Linked DNA regions of Mus musculus: regions 2 and 3 are each linked to region 1. Evidence: chromatin contacts called from public promoter capture Hi-C data. All regions are on one chromosome and are shown on one strand. The core of a region is the stretch at or near the end of the contact, and the rest is flanking DNA. Distances in the headings are between cores, read along the strand shown. Region 1 holds the start of Faap100 (Fanconi anemia core complex associated protein 100). Region 2 holds the start of Slc16a3 (solute carrier family 16 (monocarboxylic acid transporters), member 3). Region 3 holds the start of Ccdc57 (coiled-coil domain containing 57).

Evidence for each region. Promoter capture Hi-C pulls out the DNA fragments that hold promoters and counts their contacts.
Region 2: a contact with region 1 is called in a promoter capture Hi-C map of neutrophils, with 2.8 times the contacts expected there. The contact joins the promoter of Slc16a3 here to the promoter of Faap100 in region 1. A contact is called at or near these places in 3 of 39 promoter capture datasets (embryonic stem cells, liver and neutrophils).
Region 3: a contact with region 1 is called in a promoter capture Hi-C map of pre-B cells, with 3 times the contacts expected there. The contact joins the promoter of Ccdc57 here to the promoter of Faap100 in region 1. A contact is called at or near these places in 2 of 39 promoter capture datasets (liver and pre-B cells) and 1 of 115 datasets of contacts at active chromatin or transcription factors (pancreatic cancer cells).

Annotation. Positions count from the first base shown.
Region 1 is chr11:120,375,952-120,380,738 of GRCm38.p6, forward strand. It overlaps Faap100 (Fanconi anemia core complex associated protein 100), which reads right to left and starts at 2,795. Exons shown (of 10, transcript NM_027980.2): 1 at 2,591-2,795; 2 at 2,377-2,495; 3 at 755-1,710. The coding sequence starts at 2,755. It overlaps Nploc4 (NPL4 homolog, ubiquitin recognition factor), which reads right to left. Exons shown (of 17, transcript NM_001195023.1): 17 at 3,847-4,787.
Region 2 is chr11:120,946,978-120,951,764 of GRCm38.p6, forward strand. Slc16a3 (solute carrier family 16 (monocarboxylic acid transporters), member 3) reads left to right here and starts at 2,090. Exons shown (of 6, transcript NM_001038653.1): 1 at 2,090-2,173.
Region 3 is chr11:120,930,658-120,935,444 of GRCm38.p6, forward strand. It overlaps Ccdc57 (coiled-coil domain containing 57), which reads right to left and starts at 2,215. Exons shown (of 19, transcript NM_027745.1): 1 at 2,059-2,215. It overlaps A430102A20Rik (a long non-coding RNA gene), which reads left to right and starts at 2,207. Exons shown (of 3, transcript XR_880367.2): 1 at 2,207-2,434; 2 at 2,684-2,751; 3 at 2,899-3,355.

The DNA of each region.
Region 1 (4,787 bases), core at 1,545-4,044:
TGCTTCAATCTCTAACATCTCTACCATGTCCTCCTGCCCTGCCCCTGCCAAGGGTCTGCTCGCTTCCCCATCCCCCAACACAGCTCTTAACATGGACCCCGAAGTGGGCAGGTTAGTAGCTGGAAGTCAGTTCATAGGTATCCTGGTCTTAGGCTACGGCCCCTCACCTGAAGTGGTTTGGGTCTTTCCTTCTAAGCGTTTTTTTTTTTTTTTTTTTTCTCTTGTTAAATGTTTTCTGTAGCAGGCTTTAATATACTCTTAGCTGATCTTAATGGGAAGACACTGGGGGAGGGGAGAGATGTCTTCCTCTCATGCCAGAGTCAGGCAAACCTAGCTAAGGCTTCCTTAGAGAGCTTCGAGACACCCTCTGAATGGCTCATAAACAGGCCACACAGCAGCTAAAGCAGGCTCCTTGAGCTCTCAGAGGACATGTGGGGGTTTGGCCTGACCCGATTTGAAAGCTGCTGTGGGAGATGCTCTTAAACCAACCCCACAAGCCGTATGCTTGTGGCGCCCGCCCAACTGAGGGGCCACAGCCGTGTTCCAGGGAGGACACACATACAAAGGTCCTTGACCCCAAGACAGGAGTGAGTGAACTTCTGGTCTGTGATGAGCCTGATGAGGAAGGCCCATACCTGCTGAATTAGCAAAAGTCTCACCAAACAAAAAGGCAAGGAAGAAGGACAGCTGAGGGAAGAGACCGTCAGGGAGGAGCCTGTCCTGCGCCTCTATGATGACGAATGGCAGCTCATACCTGTAGGTGCCCTTGCTGTCACACACAGAGCCAGGGCGCTGCAGATGTTCAAGCTGGCTGGGCACAGCACAGAGGGTAGACCTCCTATGGCCCCGTCTGGCTTCTCAGGGTTCCAAGGACTGTCTCTCCGAGTCAAGTCTACCACACAGAGGTCTGAGGGAGTGCTGTGGTACACGTGGCCATCCCTGTCACAGGCAGCACAGAGCACAGGCCCTGGGAGGCAATACTCACGCAGCTCCGGCACCAGATTCCCTGACTCACTCCAGCTGGCCTTGATGGCCAGTGTCCGGCCCTGGTGACCAAGGGCTACTAGGCAGTCAGAGTGTTCATGCTGGCCAGGCAGCAGCTCTCCTGCTGCTTCCTCCTCGTGTGGCTCTGCCCTCAAAGCCCCAATGAAGATCACAGGCTCCTCTAGGTGGTGGAGGATCTTGACCAGGACCTTTGGGTCACCAGGGGCTAACCCAGAAGTAACCAAGGCCTTCAGGACCACACAACAAAGCTGGCCATCAGGGAGACCGCAGAGGATCACAGGGGACTGCAGGAGGGTGGCATCGACTCCAAAGAGTAGACCAAAGAGAGCCTCCTCCAGCGTGAAGCACCCACAGCCCTGGGGGTGACCATGAGGTGCCCTGGAGTCTGGTGGGAACACGCAGCACAGCACGGGCAGGAAGCGGGGGGCTGCAGGCTTCTCTGGCACCCCACCTGGTGGGGTGCAAGTGGACAACTCCACCTCACCAATCTGGCCTCTGGGCAGAGGCTCCTCCCCTGCACAGGGACGCTCAAACAGCTGCATCTTCCACTGGGTGGGGCCCTGTGCCAGGGTGACCAGCATATCATCCAGCACGGTGAAGGCACAGAGGGCAGCGTCAGGGAGGACACACGCATCCGGGTCCACATGGATCACAGGGTAGGGGGGAGCCGCTTCCTCTTTGTCCTCACAGGCCTGGCTCCCAGACCTTCAGGAACAATGGAAGCATAGTCAGTATTGGGTGGGGTAGACTCACACCGTGCTCAGCAGTAACCTGACTTGCTCTGAGTAGGCTAGGCAGGAGACATCACAGGCCATTCAGCAGGTAGGTCTCTCTCTCTCTCTCTCTCTCTCTCTCTCACACACACACACACACACACACACACACACACGCTTGACACAGGATCAGCCAGAAACATAGCTCTGCAGATCGAGGCAGCTTGGGAACTATTCCCAAGGCTGCCTGGGCTGTGCACGGTGAGTTCTTCCAGCACAAGCCAAGGGACACGAGCTTTTGCCACTCACTGCTTGCCAGAGACACCGTCTTCTGAGACCCACTTCCAAGAGGTCTTGCCAGGCACCGGAGGGCAGTGATAGCGGTGCTCCTGGTTGCAGACTTCACTACCTGAGCCTCAACAGCTAAGAACTTCACAAAAGCAGACACAACTGCCACGCCTGCATATGCACAGGTACTAGAGAGCGGGAATGGGCGGCCTAGACCGCAGTCCTCTGCTTCCTACCCCAGTGTGTTGTCAGTGGCCGTCAAAGGGACTACTACTGGGACAAACCTCTCACAACTAGGAGGACATGAAAGCCGGCCTCCCTGGGGACCCGACTTGTCACTGGCCGGCCGCGTGGGGCCACGCCCCCTCACCTGTCCAGCGAGTCCAACGACAGGCAGTAGATGCCAGTCCGGGCACACAGGACGTAGAGTGCCCTGCGGATGGCCAGGAGCTGCAGGTGCCATACCTGGTCGGGAAACTGGTACACCGCCTGGGCGCCAGGAGAGCGAGGTCAGGCGAGGGCACACGCGGCCCCGGCTCACCTCGGAACGGCGCCGCCCGCCCGCCCTCCCGCCCTCCGCTCACCGTCAGCAGCCCGCCCTCCTGGTCATACACATAGACGAACTCGCGTCCGGTGGACAGAAAGACCTCAGCCTCATGCCGCAGCACAAACGGCTTCCCCGCCGCTCGGCCTCCGAGCGGGCAGCAGAAGTCCGACAGGTAGTGCACGCGCGAGGAAGCGCCCGCCATCCTGCGGGCGCCGGGCCAGAGCTCAGCCCGGAGGGGCGGTGCCGCCTCCAGGCTTTACGGCCGCCCACGGCGCGGCGCGGCCTCCGCCGTAAAGCGGCCGCTGCGGAGGCGTGGCCGGAGCCTGCTGCAGGGGCGGGGACAGTTGCTCTACGGTCCGCTAGAGGGCGGGAACGCCCCCAAACACCGTGGCTTAGCAAAGAGCCACAACGGGAGGCACAAAGCCAGAGGGTAGCCAAATAATGCAGTCCTGCAAGTTCACTGGGGCCCGCGTCAGGGCCCTTGCCTCGGATCACCTACCTGTTGAGCAGAGGTTGCTCTGGTGCAAGGCTTGTATGCAGCACTTGCCCTGGCACCGTTTTGTGACAGCACTTGAGAGCACCACCCGTATAGCACGGGGTTTCAGGAGTAGGGTGGCACAGCACACCATTCAGTCCCTTGATAGGGAAAAAGGTGCTTCAGGCCAGCCATCCAGAAGAGCCTTTGCTCCACTCATGAACGCGGCAGGATGTGATTCTACAGCAGAGGATGCTGAAAACCCTAATGAGCTGGGTCTAAGGGAAACCACATTTTCTTCAATGACAGCTCTTCTTGGGGCTCCCTGAGGGAGCAGGCGGAGAATCCTACCCTGGAATGAGGCTCCAAGTACAAGATGAAATACTACTCTTCCAGAGCACTCATCAGAAACTAGACACCACTGCCTATGCTTCTGAAGTGGCAGCTACTCGGAGGGCTGAAGGCAGGAATACTTGAGTTCGGAGCCAGCGCAGGCAACCTTGACTCTTAAAAGAACGTTCATCTGAAAATTACAGCGGACAAATCTACAAAGGTGTGTGGGGTCACAACCAGGCACAAAACGTCCTGTGAACTTAGAGAGCATAGTGTAACCCTAGTGTAGATGTCAGAACAACATCCTGGGGCTGGAGAGACGGCTCAGCCGTAAGAGCACACGCTGTACTTGCAGAAGACCCAAGTTTGATTCCCAGCATCCACATAGGGAAGCTCACAACCCCCAACAGCTCCAGGGGCTCCTACATCTTTTACTAAGGTATTTATGTGTACAAAAGCATACGATTAAATAAATAAAAGCTGTGTGGTGGTATACACCTTTAATCCCAGCACTCAGGAGGCAGAGGCAGGTGGATCTGAGTTCAAGGCCAGGCTGGTCTACAAAGCTAGTTCTACAACAGCAACGCTTATGAAAACAAAACAAAACAAAAAACAAAAAGCTCTGTCTGGAACTGGACACCCCCCAGCCCCAAATATTTATTTCTTAGGCTTTATAGTTGTAGCCTGTCTGTGCTTCCAGAGTACTGGGAATAAAGGCACAGACCACTATGCCCAGCTGTAAATTAAGTGAAAACAAAAAAACAAAAACCAACTTTAACCCAAGGGTGAAGCCTGGACCTATTTTATCATTTCTGAGTGGTCTCTGAAACAGATCTGAGCCCAAGCCCCAGGCTGCTCTGAAGACACCTTGAGTGGAAACAAGTGGGAGATGAATTCTTTGCAGCATCGGAGTCACCTCCAGGGTTGGAAGCATCGTCAGTTTATCTTCTGCACACCAGGTTCTAACACTCAGGACTGTCCTTACAAGGCAACACATCCATGCCACACCGGTGGACTGTGGTTCTGGGCACAGGAACAATGCACTGGGAGCAGGACAATCGCTTCAGGTGCTTTTATTAGGTTCCACTGCAGGGCTGGGGTCAGAAAAATACTCATCCACACCCAGCCAGTGCATACCTGTGAGCCCAAGCAGAGCAGAAGCGGGAGCACCCATGCCCCAGGAGCAGGCTGATCAGAGCAAGGCCAGGGCTAGACCCATCTCTGAGCCTGAAGAGGACCATGGCAGCCACTGGGTTCACTTGGGTGGGTGTGCTCACAAGCACCTCTTTTTGGGCTGTAGTGCCTGATGACAGTAGGGATTAGAGGTGGGACCAGGGCCACCTCCATGTAGAAGGAGGTAGCTGAGCTGCCCGGGTCTGAACCTTCTGTAGGGCTCACCCCAAGGTGGTAGCTTTAGCTTGACTCT
Region 2 (4,787 bases), core at 840-3,339, 570 kb after region 1:
GGAGCGCCGTGTTATTTGGTCTGAAGGCAGGGTAGGGGTGGCCAGTACACCTGGCTATGCCCCAGCATCTGTGGGAAGGGTCTGGGTATTTGTGACATACCCAGTGGCTGAGGCTGAAGTTTGTCAGCTACCTGTCACAGGTCTCCATCCCTAAGGATCGAAGCCCCCCCCCCCCCACAGTGCCACTTGTAGGCTATGGGGTCCTCACATGTGTTGTTTCTGAAGCACCTTTTGAATAATAGTCAGGCCCTAGGCATGGGTGGAGTCTGAATGACTCTTCATGGAGGGCCATTGGAGAGTAAACACGTGATAGAGCATCTGGCCTTACCAGGCTGGGCATCTTCGTAGGTAAGGACTCAGGATGGTGGACTATGGGAGCCACAGCTAAGGCACATGGTGCCCAACCTCTTCACCACTGCTATCATGGTCAAAAGAATGGGCAGCTGTGACCTTCTGGACTCGGAGGTCACCCTTTCCCATTCTGGCTGTGTTAAGATCTTTGTCTAATGTTGAGTTATTATCAAAATTTCCTAGTTTCGGGGGACCTGGGGTCATTTAGGAGCCACATTAGAAGTGAGATGGACTGGGTACCCTAGGGTAAGTGTCTTGGGCCCTGTCCACCAAAGGCCATACTCCGAGATGCCTCCTCATCTCCTCACCCAAACTGCCCGGTCATTGGTCATTTCCATTGTGTGGCATGGGTTTGAATCGGCACCCCTTGCACCCCTCGGAGGACTGGAAAGAACTCTCCCAGCTCAGAATGGCTCTACTCTCTCCCAATCCTGTTCCTTTCCGGGAAGTCAGCATTTGTAGAGCAGCATGCAAAGCTGCTGTCCTGTCCTCATCTCCCACACTGGGCTGGGAGTGTTAGGATTGCTCTTGTGCTCTGTGTATTCAGATGCCCCAAGAGTTCTGTGCCCCAAGATCAGGTTGCAGTCTGGACATGGGCAGCGTATTGACCAATGTGCTGTGGAGAATGCTCCCCAATAACTTCTGATTGGATAGTAAAAGGCTAAAGCCTGTGACTGGGCAGGAAAGAGAGGAAGGTGGAACTTGAGATGAGTAGGGGTATCTCCAGTAGGTACCAGGAAAAGGAAAAAGGCAGGGGAAGGAAGAGGCCTGCCTTGAGGCAGGATGGTCTGGGAGGATGGACCATGAGCACGTGGCCGAGAGAAAATCGCTGAGGACACTCATGGGGCAGAGCAAACACAGCAAGACTCAGTTGGCAAGTAATGTGGCGTCTATAGTTAGGATGTTATAGCAATCTCAGAACCTGCCCGGTTTAAACTTACAGCTTGTTAATAAAAACACCAGGTTTCTTTGCCCCCCCCCCCGCCCCCCAGGGAGCTATACAGGCTAGAGTGGAGCAGAAATCCCCCCATAAAAATCACTTCTATAGGAGTTGAGGGGCGACAGAGCAGGGCTGTGTCAGTGCCTGTATCTGACTTTGTTGCAGGGCCCCGACCACAGGGGAAAACGGAAGTTCAGGGAGGTTGACAGCCTTGCCCAAGATCCCCGGTCAGTCCAAGGTGCCTGAGTCTTCCTAACTAGGGAAGACAGCTGCCACAGCCACACAATAGCCCAGGCTGAGGCACGAGCAAGGTATGGTGGTTTGGATGGGGCGAAAGTCCGAAGTAGGCAGGCGGCAGGAGCCCTGTGTGCATGAGGTGTGGTGGGGGCGTGTGCCACCCGGCAGAAGGCGCAGGCCAGAAGGCCAGGGTCTGGAGGGCAAAAGGTCCCAGTCTCGGAGATAGCGAGGACATTGCCACTCTCTTGCAGGAATCATGGAAGGAGCCCACAGTCTTGGGAGGGGATAAATGGAGGGTAGAATGGGAAGCAGAGGTGGGTAGTCACGGCCCAAGGGCGCGGAAGAGAACAGTGAGAAGGTCTGCGTTGGGTGGGGCCCGGGCCCCGGGCGCCTATAGAGCGAGTGCCAGCCTGGTCTCCCTGTTAAGTGGAGATGGCATTGTCCGCGCCGTCGGGGAACAGCGGCCAGGGCGCCCCCTCCGGCAGCGGCGCGGGGTCCGGGTGGGGAGGGCAGGGGCGGCGCCAGGCAGCGGTGACGTGCGCGGGGGACGTGCCGCGCGACGGATGAGAGCACTTAAAGTCGCCCCCGGCGCGGCGCCGGGCAGCCAAGGCGGACAGAGGCAGATACAGCGGCTGGCGGTAACAGGTAGGCGCGGCGAGATGCTTGGCGCGCGGAGCGAGGCTGGGACCCTCCCCCCGCCTCCAGTCGCCCAAGGTTTGGGGCCTTCGATCATCAGGCGGGGGATCCAGACCTGGAGCTCCCGGCCCCTGACCCTCTCTCCTCCTGGTTCTCCAGCCCCATTCTTTCTTGACTTGGAGAACCTTCTCACCACTGCGGCTCCACCAAAGGGCCATGAACAGCCAGTTGCGCGCTTGCATCCTGCTTCCCTGCCCTCGTAGACGCCTATCTATCCATCCGGTAGCCCTCGGGGGCTGGGCTTCGTCCAGGAGGGCAGCTGCCCTGGGCGACCAAACGTCCAGAGTATAAATAGCTCGGCCCAAGAGGGTTGGAGCGTGGCCGGACGGCCGGGGAACCTGGGCTATATTTGGTGGGAATGCTACAGCCTCCTTGGAACCCCGAATCTCCAGCGGGCGTCAGCAGGCCGCCCAGTGAGAGAGAGGGACACGTGCGCTTCGGAATGGTGCCACGTTGGGGGAGGTATGCCCTCGGGTCTCTTTCATCTCTTTACATCCACCTTTTCTACCATCTTAAACTCATCAACTCTTACCCAGCCACCACTATTAACCCAAACTAGGCACATGAAAGTGGGGTTTTCCTCCGGAGTGGGCTCTGTTTGCTCTATTCTCATCCGATAGGAAAACCAGGCACGGTCTGTTTTCTTACCTGACAAGTGGGTTGACTAGGCGCCTGCCTGGATGCTGGTCCAGTCAACAGACAGGCTCAAGAAACTGTTAACTCTGGACAGCTGATAGTGCTTGGAATCTGGGTGACAAGCAAGGAGAGGGCAGCAGGGCCCAGGCCGACAGGAACCCTTTCAGGACAACAGGTTGGTCTGAGCGTAACGGCAAGGTTCTCCCCATAACACAGGCTCATTAGCTTTCCCAAAGTTCTTCTGTTGGGAGCAGGTTATCCCCGAGGGCTCCCGGCATCATTGTACAGGCCCAAAGTTGGCTGGTGTCCCGTGGGTGCTGGGTCCGTCCGTGTTGAGGAACGAGGACAGTCCTAAAAGTGTGTGGACTCACTCAGGATGAGCAGTGACTAGTGCACAGCTAGGATGCTGTGCAAAGGATGAGTCTACCCCTTAAGGGGCACTGAGGACACTACCGAGATACATGTGGCCCCTTCTTGGCAAGGACTTTGAATAACCAGTGGTTTGGTTCCAAGATGGACTTGGCCACATCACCAGTGACCTTGGGCAGGGCTTGCTCCCCGTAAAAACGATCTCACTGCTTGGATGCCTAAATTTCGAGGGGCAGCGAGGAGAAAGCACAGTAGGCCTTAGAACCATCAAGAAGTAATGTTGAAGGGGCCAGTGCGTGGGACCCCACAGTATGCCGGTGTTCCGGGACTTTAGGACTCTAATCCTCCAGTGAACTGGTCAGAAAGGGGAGGGCTGGGGAGGCCCAGAAGCAGACACCTTTGGGCCCCATGCGGGACTTTCTGGATGGTGATGCTAAGCAATTAGAGACCTCTGGACCAGGCCTTGGTCCAGCTGGCACTGAGCACTGGCTCAGGGGCAGGTTAGGAATGGAGACCGCCCTAGCGGCAAGAGCAGACTTCTGGCCGTTGTTCCCATCAGTGGAATGGGCCATGAGGGGGTAGATGGATAATGAACTAGCCCATCTCAGCATCCCAGAGGTTCAGTCGCGCGCCCTCGCTCGCCTTCGTGAAGGGCAGAATGAACTGGCCCGCCTTGCAAGCTAATCTACGGGTGAGTCTTAGGTCTCTCAGGGCATTTGGCGCCGTGAGCTGCAAGTACGGTAGAAGCAGAGGACCGCCTACTCCAGGCAATACGGCAGCGGCTCCTCCCTTGGCGCGGTCACGTCCCCCACGTCCCGAGTCCGCTTGGGCGGAGCTTCCTTCCCTAACCCGACCCATTGAACCCCGCCCAGGTCGGCTGGACCACTATCTCCAGTCGGTTGCCGCCCTCTGATCCAAGCCCCACCCCCACTCATACTTCGGCCATCTCCAAACCTGTATCTCCTCTATGCCAGACAGTGATGGGAGTTGGAGGGCGCTTATGACTTCCGAGACTCCCTTTAGCTTTAATCTAGATTCTGGCTTTAGGGAGGAGGGCTGCATGAGAATCGAGGGCTCCGTAAGATGCTCTTGTGGAGGAGTGGACCGTGCAATGTTCAGCAGGGCCTTGGTGGAACTTTGCAAAGAAGGGTCTCCCACAGTAAGCCGGAGCAGGTCCCTAGGGCTGCCCCATTTTGTGACAGCCAAGGTTCCTCACAAGAAGGGGGATCTCAGGGCTGAGGTGGTGTGATGGTTGGTTCTGGGCAACTGTCTATTTTGGCAAACAAGGTCAGTATTTCTATCCCACGGATCCCTGCAAAGTTGATGTGAGCTGACAGGACAAAGCGCAGAGGAGCCAGGCACGCACTGCAGGCCTCCAGCTGCCCACGGTGGCCTCTCCAGAAACCACCCCCCTAGGGACTTTTCCATGGTATACCTTTGCACACGGGTGGGCTCAGAGAGGAGAGGCCCATTGCTACATTTTCCTTTTTTTTTTTTTTTTTTGTACAATGGTAGGGGGGGGGAGGAGGGAACTTGGAAGGGGGCCTTTTAGCAACCG
Region 3 (4,787 bases), core at 965-3,464, 550 kb after region 1:
GTTTTACAACAAAGTGCCAGCTAATCAATGTAGGAGTAACGGAAATAGAAAAATATTTGACAGATATCACATATAGAATTCCTTCAGGACTGAAGCTGCCAGAGACAGAAAGAGGTCACCACACTTAAGCACGGCTATCTGACTCCACATCAGGCAGTGTAAGTGCTGATTCTCTGCCAGCTTCAAATGAGACCTTGTGGCTCCAGTAAAAAGAAAATCCAGGAGTCAGAATAGACATGGTGGTTCTTCAGAGTGAAATTACTGGAATTATGTGGGTGCTTAAGAAGAGACAAGAAGCCGGGCTTGGTGGCACATGCCTTTAATCCCAGCACTCGGGAGGCAGAGGCAGGTGGATTTCTGAGTTCGAGGCCAGCCTGGTCTACAGAGTGAGTTCCAGGACAGCCAGGGCTATACAGAGAAACCCTGTCTCGAAAAACAAAAACAAACAAAAAAAGAATGGTTCCCATAGGCTTATGTATTTGAATGCTTAGTCACCAGGGAGTGGAACTGTTTGTAAAGATTAGAAGGATTAGGAGGTGTGGCCTTATAGGAGGAAGTGTGTGTCACTAGGGTGGGCTTTGAGGTTTCAGAAGCCCACGCCAGGCTGTCTCAGTCTGTCCTGTCTCTAGATTAGGGTGTAGCTGTCAGCTACCAAGTACCATGCTTGCTGCCATGATGATAATGGACTAAGCCTCTGAAGCTGTACACCAGCCCCTAGTTAAATGCTTTCTTTTATAAGAGTTGCTTTGGTCATGGCGTCTCTTCATAGCAACAGAACAGTGACTAAGACAGTGGGCTTATACTGGACTATTCCTGAAGCCAATGAAATTCCTGCCTGGTTCTCATGGAGCAGTTTCATAAAAGATTCCAGGATACAGGTGGAAGGGCAGTGACCTCTGAGGTCCTCCCTGTGGGGACATCAATGATCTCCATCTCTTCATGACTAGCCCATCCCTTGGAGTCGCTGTTATCCTCCACCTGCTATTCCCAGGGAGGACCGACCTGTACCCAGGCAGGAGCCCTGGAGAATACAGCCTGTTCTTGTTTCCTGCAGCTCTCCCTGGGCCCCAGCTGCCAGAGCAGTGATTGAAACCTACACTGATGCCGATTCTAAATAAAGACTGCTGGAAACTGGATCCCACTTCAGTCCGAATGGTCTGAATGGCCTTTGATTCAGTTAACTTGTGATTCTTTTTCTGCACCCAACATAGCAAGAATAAAACATGAAATCAAAAGAAAAAAAAAAATCAGGAAGCTTTCACTGACGTATGCTAAAATTAGTAGCTGAAAATATGGTTAAAAGCAAGACTTTTACACAGTCAAGCACCTCCCCAAATGGTGTTTATTATTTACAATAAGAAAATAGAAACCTGGGGGCTGGTGAGATGGCTCAGTGGGTAAGAGCACCCGACTGCTCTTCTAAAGGTCCTGAGTTCAAATCCCAGCAACCACATAGTGGCTCACAACCATCTGTAGTAGGATCTGATGCCCTCTTCTAATGTGTCTGAAGACAGCTGCAGTGTACTTACATATAATAAATAAATAAATCTTAAAAAAAAAAGGAAAGAAAACAGAAACCTTGTTATTTATTTAGATTTTAAGACAGAGTCTCTACATAGCTCTGGCTGTCCTGGAACTATGCAGACCAGGCCGGCCTCGAAATAACAGAAATCCGCCTGCCTCTGCCCCCAAATCCTGGGATTTTAAAGCATGTGCCACCATGCCGAGTAGAAAATAATAACTTTATGTTAGCCCCTTGGCAGCCACCACTTAAACCACTCAAACCTTGGCGACGAAAGTATTCCCCAGTAATGGGGCGTTTGCCTTCTGGGAGGCACGAGCGCGCCATTTTCTTGTTTAAAATGTGTAACTTAATTGTGTAAAATATCGGGCCAAGCCAGGATGACAAGTAGTCTACAAGATAATGGACTAATGAAGTCAGTGAGGGACTGAAGCGCTGTGAAGCGCGTGTGGCTAATCACGAGGTAGGCGTTTGGGAGTCTGAGTCAAAGAAAGCTACAGGGGAGCAAGAACCTGATGCGATGACCGTCCACTCACCGCGTGTGCCAGGACGGTCCCAGCGGAATTAGCTTCGTCTCCCGCGTGCGACCTAGAGCTGCGCCAGCTGGGACCCGGGTCTCCAGGATTCCGAGCGCCAGCACTCTCCCGCCCGAACCTACAGCGCGGGCCACGTTACCATAGCGACTGGAGTCAGTAACCTTGGTCCCGGTGCACCCTGAGCGGCGCTCCGATCCCGCCGGGCAGAAACAGGAGTCTCAACACAAAAGAGTTCCGACCTGTGCGCTGGTACCGAAGGAAGAGACGCTTGGGGTTCCGTGGCCTAGCAGACTCCCTGAGTAGTGCGAGCCAGTGAGCAAGGACCTACACCTACGGGGCCCTGTGCCCTCCCCCAGCTGTCCTGAGGGTCCCCAAGGTGCCCATTCTGGAGTCCCAAAGGGCTAACTTCAGCTTAGCAGGAGGTGCCTGTAGGCGGAGGGACTGGGAGCTCAGGGATGGAACCTGCAAGTCGTGGGTGGGAAGTTATTCTGGGACTCAGGTTTTCCCTTTGTAGACTGCACATGAGACTGTAACAAGGGTGCACATGGCAAGAGTGGGTGGAGGTTGCACCTAGGGCATGTCGCCAGGCGGAGAGGGCTAAGTGAAGAAGTTGATCCTCTTTCAGAGCCCTGGGTAAGGCGCAGTCACAAGAAGTCCATCCACGATTTGGTCTGAAACCCCAAGCATCAAAAGGTGAATGATCCTCCAAGACCCCAGCTTTCATGGAGCGTGTCCTGGACTAAGAAGAGTTGGATGGAATGGGGCTGGTTGCTGGGAAGGGCCTGCATGAGCCCCAGGAATTCGTTGTAGGCTCGCCTTTGTCTTTCTTTAAATCCTTAGGTCATCTGAGGGCCAGGGAGATGGCTCTGTGGATGTGTCAGTCTGATGACCTGATTCACACTCTGGGACCCACAGAATGGAAGGAGAGAACCAATTCCCATGAGTCTTCCCTATCCCCCATATGTTATGGTCTGCACGTTCACACAGTCACAAATAATAAAAAGAATGGTATTCTTATCTCTTTATACTGAAGAAGTTAAACTGTGGCCTGGTCCTGGAACTGGCATACACACCTAAACCAGCATAATTCCTAGGGGATGGGGAGTGTCTGGGAATCCCCTCCTCCAGGAGGGCAGTATCAAGAAGTCTAGTCATTCCTACTTTCCTGTCCTATATCCTGCCGTCTTCCTCTACCCGTCAGTCTCTTTCCCTCAACTTGCTGTCCCCACTTCCTGACAGCAAATGCTTGGTGTTTGAACCTTCCCCCAACCAGCTTGTCTTTGTAGCCTTCTTCTCAGCCAGGGAGTCCCCTGAACTTCTAGGGGCCTTCTGTTCTATTAGAAAGTGAGGTAACCTCAACTGCCAGTTCTTTGCTGTCAAATGTAAAACCCTTGCCTTAATTGAGGGGTCCAAGGGTCAGCCCCATTCCACAAGTATGTTCACACCCCTTGTCTCTGCCTCACTCTGTCACAGGAGCTTCCTGTAGTTGGTCTTTGCTACTTTGTGGTTCTTTTTCCCACCCCTGTTTCACCCCACCATCACCAGATAGGAGAGAAAGAAGGATGGGGGGAGAGAGTGGGATAGAGATTCCTGAATCTAATTTCTTTCCTTGTTTCTACTTTGAGCATAACGACTAACAAAACTGCAACACACACACCACGACCAACATCCACTCCCACTTCTCGGGGCCCTAGCATCTATATATCCTCTGAAAAGTTCCCAGAATTCCAAACATAACACAATCAAAGAAACTTATCTGCAGCTGGCAAAACATGCCTCTGCTAGAGCACGAGGCAAATCATAGTCAGCTGCTGTGGACTGTCTGAAGCAGTCTCATATCCCCACACCTAGGATTAAAATGAAAGCACATTCTTATGATATTTTTGTGTTTTTCAAAGAAACCAGAATTCCAGAATTTTCAAACATGCCACTATAGCTTCCCAAGGTGACAGAGGGAATTGGGCCTCTATGTACATGAAAATGGCTAGGGAAGCAGAGCGTGGTGGCACACGCCTTTAATTCCAGCACTTGGGAGGCAGGGGCAGGCAGATTTCTGAGTTCGAGGCCAGCCTGGTCTACAAAGTAAGTTCCAGGACAGCCAGGGCTATACAGAGAAACCATGTCTCGAAAAACCAAACCAAACCAAACCAAACAAACAAACAAACAAACAAAAACAAAGAAAAAGAAAGAAAAGAAAATGGCTAGGGAAGGCTGAGAGGAACCAGTCTAAGTTGTGTGCTCAAATTGGGGCCAGGCTACCCACAAGAGAGCCAGAATATGCTGGGCAGTGGTGGTGCATGCCTTTAATCCCAGCACTTGGGAGGCAGAGGTAGGTGGATTTGTTTGTTTGTTTGTTTGTTTGTTTTGTTTTTTTGAGACAGAGTTTCTCTGTGTAGCCCTGGCTGTCCTGGAACTCACTCAAGTGCTGGGATTAAAGGCGTGTGCCACCACCGCCCGCACAGCAGGCAGATTTTTGAGTTCGAGGCCAGCTTGGTCTACAGAGTGAGTTTCAGGACAGCCAGGGCTACACAGAGAAACCCTGTCTTGAAAAACAAAAAAAAACAAAAAAAACAAAAAAACAAAAAAAAAAACAAAAGAGAGAGAGAGAAAGAGAGCCAGAATATGTGTCACCTGAGTCCCTCAAGCATCCATCCTCTCATCTGTAAAGTGAAGGTCCATAAGAGCCTGTGTGTTATGGAAGGAAGTGGATTCCCCAGAATCAATATTTG